Linked DNA regions of Danio rerio: region 1 is linked to region 2. A link is a contact called in public Micro-C data. All regions are on one chromosome and are shown on one strand. The core of a region is the stretch at or near the end of the contact, and the rest is flanking DNA. Distances in the headings are between cores, read along the strand shown.

Evidence for each region. Hi-C and Micro-C count contacts between places; a contact is called where the count stands out from the background.
Region 1: a Micro-C map of caudal fin shows a contact between it and region 2, with 2.7 times the contacts expected there. The contact joins the promoter of flot2b here to the promoter of glod4 in region 2. A contact is called at or near these places in 2 of 18 Hi-C or Micro-C datasets (caudal fin and hematopoietic stem cells) and 1 of 4 datasets of contacts at active chromatin or transcription factors (embryo).

The regions. Positions count from the first base shown.
Region 1 is chr15:18,817,609-18,820,308 of GRCz12tu, forward strand. It overlaps flot2b (flotillin 2b), which reads left to right and starts at 1,283. Exons shown (of 11, transcript NM_200639.1): 1 at 1,283-1,464. The coding sequence starts at 1,416.
Region 2 is chr15:18,613,641-18,616,340 of GRCz12tu, forward strand. It overlaps glod4 (glyoxalase domain containing 4), which reads right to left and starts at 1,302. Exons shown (of 9, transcript NM_001004613.1): 1 at 1,119-1,302; 2 at 889-938; 3 at 660-780. The coding sequence starts at 1,208.

The sequences.
Region 1 (2,700 bases), core at 33-2,532, 200 kb after region 2:
GGACTGCAATGAATTTGATATACCCTTTATGCATTTTGCTTAACGGCCCTGCTTTTTCTCGGAGCAATTTCAAAAAATATTAAAAGTGGGTCAAGACAGGTCAAACCTACGTGGCCCACATATACATTTTTAACATCTTGGCCAAATACTACATTTGACTTCTGGCCCAAGTCTTGTGTGCCGCCTTAAAGACGATGCCACCTCTTCGAAACCCGGGCCGTGTTTAGCCCACATGCTGTATGCAAGTGCCGGACGAATGACTGCTGTGCAGCTTTATGCCAAATCTGGGCCAGAATTCTTTGCTACCTGCGCACTGAAAACTGCATCACTGACACTTGAAATTCAGCTTTGGCAAACAACACAAACAACATTTGACAATATTTTCACATAGAAAACATTCATTTATTCATTTATTTTCCTTCGCTTAGTCCCTTTATTCATCAGGGGTTGCCACAAAGAAATGAACTGCCTACTTATCCAATGTGTTTAACACAGTGAATGGCTTTCCAGCTGCAACCCAGTACTGGGAAACATCCAAACACTCTCACATTCACACATACAGCCAGTTTAGTTTATTCAATTCACCTATAGCGCATGTCTTTAAGTTGTGGGGGAAAACCGGAGCCCCCAAAGTTTTTTTTTTTACGTCTGAAATGTGCTATTCTATTCTATTCTATTCTATTCTATTCTATTCTATTCTATTCTATTCTATTCTATTCTATTCTATTCTATTCTATTCTATTCTAAATAAAAGAACACAAGGTATATTTTACTCTTTTCTGCCTGTAAAATATATATTTTTTTACTCTTTTGTATTAAAATATATTAAATACTTTAAAATAAATATGCATTAATGTATATCTGCATAGGTTAAAACATGTCAACAATATAAATGTCATGCTTGTTTTTATTTTAATTTACCGATAAATCAGATTTTCCTCTTCTTTCAACAACAATAAGTAAAAAACTTGTTGTAAAAGTTCAATAAATGTCTTTTTCAGGCCACTAAAATTCAAAACGAACGTGAAAATGAGCACTGGATATATCCATAAATCTCATATTCCATTGGCGTGGCTACATGCAGCATTTACAGTAATCATGACAACACAGATCCCGTGACTCAAAACCTAGTAAGCTGCCTACCTAGCCAGCATTTTTCACCATCACAGGCGCATTGGAAAGCTCAAGTGTGCTGTCTATGTAGGGAACTTACTCGGGTTTACAACACAGCCATACAGTATCACGTACCGTCTTCCTTCCAGTGGTGGGCAGGGTCGCTTGTGTTGACAAACATTTATTCTCCCAACAGGGCGGGGATCTTTTCATTTTACGAGTCAAAAAGCTGTTAAATAAACGCCGTGATAAATATATAGGAATAAACACGAACGGATTGCTGATTGGTGTCAAATACAAGAATGGGTTGCTGCTTGACTGTTGGACCAAATGAAGCGCTCGTTGTGTCAGGTATCGTCACAAGGTTTTTACTATAGCACGTAATGTTAGGACTCTTGCTACTTTTATGCATTAATTCGTTAATAGATCATATAATTAAGTGTTTGATTTTGCATATAACGTTATTGTGAAATGTGTGGTTACGTTAAAAAACCTCATCCATACGTGTATTAGCTATAGCTAGCTAACGTTACTACGTTACTACGTTAGCTCATCTCTTCCGCATTGACACGAGATCCATTCATTCATTCATAACTGTAAAAACATTGTTTGTTTTCGTTTTTGATGCAAGTTATCACATTTATTGTTAACTCACTGGAAATGTAAACCTGCTTAACTGAAGTTTGGTATTTAGACGTTCTCGGTTGCTATGTGCCTCCAGTCACCATGTAATAGTAATTTAATTTAAATGTAACGTTAACTGCTATTCATTCACGTTTCTGTGATCTGAACTCAATTACTTTTGTGCATAATAATAGCAATATGCTATCTACAGTATATCTACTGAGTCCTTCAGAAAGACATTTGAGAAGTGACAACCTAATACTTTTACATGTATTTGCCATTAAAAATACCACATATACATTAAGAAAATATGGTAACACTTTACAATAACAGTACATGAATAATGATGTTTTAATATGTAAACTAAGCATTAGGTTATTATGAATTAATGATGGATTAAGGCAGGGGTTCCCAAACTTTTCAGCCCGCGACCCTCAAAATGAGATTGCCAGTTACTCGTGACCCCCAATATTCTCTGAGGTGGTGGTTATAAATACAGAAACCTTGTATGCAATGACGCACACACACCAATAGACCCAAGTCTATTCTTTGTTTTTTTTTATGTATGTCAGTGCTGTAAATGGGCTAGAAAATTTAACCTGGTGTTACAAAATCTGCTGCATCTGACAGTATTGCTGTGTCTTTAGTATATTGTAATTACCCGAGAAGTCGCAATCCAATAGAACTAGTAACTATAAGCTACTATAGTAACTATATAGTTTATAGCAACTATAAACGACTATTTTTTCTCATCAGTAAGTTATTGATAAAATACAGTAAGTCTTAAGGTTTAATAAAAATTTATTGATTTTTTGAAAATCACCAGGCGACCCCCCTTCATTGTCCCGCGACCCCTCGGGGGGTCCCGACCCCCACTTTGAGAACCTCTGGGTTAAGGTATGCACTAATCATGAATTAACTTTAACTACAACATGATTCACATGAGTTCATGTGTGAATGAAG
Region 2 (2,700 bases), core at 52-2,551:
TTGTCAACTTAATGACCATAAATGAACAAATAATTTATGTTTCTAAATTACATTTAAATAAAACAGAAGCTGTAATACTTCAAAGAGTATGGTTATTTTATTGGTGGCCATGAATTAAGGTAGAATTCATACTTATATTGTCATTATGTCCTGTTTTCAAAATGCTAATTTTGACATGTGTGGATTAGATTTTACATACATATAAAGCATATTAAGTGAAAGTTTAGTGTCTACTTTCTAATAAAAATGTTAAAACAAATGATTAAATTTTGCCTAAAATAATGATCATCATCATTCAGCATAACAATGAAAATTAATTAGAATTTTTGGTACTTCTAAGCAGTCATCAAATGATAATAAATACCTGTAAATCTGACAAGAGATAATACAGTATTAAATAACTAATACACTAAATGACAGTTTAATGGATGTATCATCACATGTATGATATTCCTTATTACATACTTAAAAAAATAAGAATTCTAAATAAATGGCACAATTTGACAATTTGAAATACAAAAATTGTAATTCTATTCGCTGTATTGTTTCATGTGTCGAAATGTTTTATATAAGTACATTTTTGTTCAGTAATCTTAGATGTTAAGCGCCTATTTGCAAGGTTTTGAAATCAAAATGTTTTATAGAAAAATATAATTTACCAGGAAATCATTGCCAAGGCGATATTCACCCACTCCATAATTATAGGTCAACTCTGCAACAAAGTGGTCATCTTCTGGTCCAAAGCCCACCATGGTTTTGCTCCATTTTCCATCATATGGACTGAAACCAAAACAACAAATATATGCTTTTAGTTTACCATATTTATTAGATATTGTATTCTTTATTAAGCTACTTAGTCACATGAAAATTAAATAAACTATGACTGACCCATTACATGTTGCTTTGCAGCCCTCCTCAAATTCTTCATGGCGCAGAATCTACAAATGATATATATTTATGAACGTTTATACATCTAAAGTTTGAGTCTAAACAAATATGTGGAATGTGACGGGTCAAAATCTGCACAGGCAAGTAACAAAGTTAATACCTCATAAACAATATTAGGAGGCAAAGTTCCCTCTACATAAACAAGATATTAACGTTGACAGCGATTTTACCTTCATTCCCAAGACATCCCGATAAAAAGTGGCTGTCTTGGTCCTGTCTCCAACTTTAAAAACGAAATGTAATGCTCGTCTAAGTGCCATCACTGGTGAAGTTTCCCACTGTAAACGCAATGATCCCTCAAACTGTGTCGATACACAGGACTAGCCATCGACTGCTCTGCTATCGACAGCCCACAGACGTTGAACCAAAAGACTCGTTAGTTTTATGTTTACCTGTACAATCATGCAGCCATATTACGGCTTTATTTCATATAACGTACTGCAAATGAACTAAAACATCCATTTTAAAGTATATTATGACCATAGACTGGAAAATGTTGATTTTGACTAACAGTTTGGTAAGTTATCACACAAAAATTATTTTGGTACAGTCCATTTTAATGAAGAGATGGATCACTTGAATCGGTTCCTTTGACCTGTTTGTTCCAAAGAGTCGGATCCAACATCAGCTGTTTCGGTTGTAGACACAATTTTCTTTTACGCTTTGAACACATTTACACATTTACAAAACCATTTCCATTTTCCACATACTCTACAATGTTACATTTAAAGAATTAGGATGTTCACTCCGAATATATCATTGTTTCACATGGCATTATTTATTATTATTATTATTATTATTATTATTATTATTATTATTATTATTATTATTATTATTATCATTATTATTATTATCATCATCATCATCATCATCATTATTATTATTATTATTATTATTATTATAGTTATTATTATTATTATTTCGTTAAAGCAAGTAGGATAAATTACATTATCCAGTAATAATTACATATGTTTATTAAATAATTTTAAAATAATTAAATAATTTAAATCCGTTTTAATTGTACTCTGTAGCCAATAACAGATATATTTAACATTTTTTATGCTAAAAAGAAATTACTAGCAGTCCTTGTGCCGAGTACCCACAGGAAGCAGTATGAAAAAGTTTGGAATATGAAATCTCAAAGCTGAAATAAGAGCATGTATTTAAGACTGAACAGGAACATTACATAAATTATTGAACTATGTCCAGTTGTGCTTAGAGTTATATATTTTTTATAATTATTATTTTTATCAGTAGTTGTAGTAGTATTAATATTAATAAGAAATATAAACCATTTACCCACAAAAATATTAACAAATCACAGACAAAAATGATAAAATATTGTAACGAACTGAAACAGTTCAACTTGTCTTTTTAATCAACTTTTGCACGTTCAGACATCCTTGTGTTCACTCCCAAACCCACACTGTTCACCCACACAATATTATAACTGTCTCATCCAACAATCAGAAAAACGCTCCCTCCCTCTCGAGTGCGCAGACTCGCTTTTCCCCAAGTCAAGCCCCTTACAACCCCACATTGCAAATACAGATACACCCCAAATAGAACACAGGAACTGTATTAAACCTTTTCAAACATGCTACAATGTACTGAAATGTATTTGAATATAATTTTAATAGATAGATTGAATTTATCTTTTTTTTGTGACACAAGCAGAAAATCTAAATAAGTGTAATAATTTTACACTTTTTCTGCAAAAGATGATAAAGAAAAATGCAAGAAATCCACTGT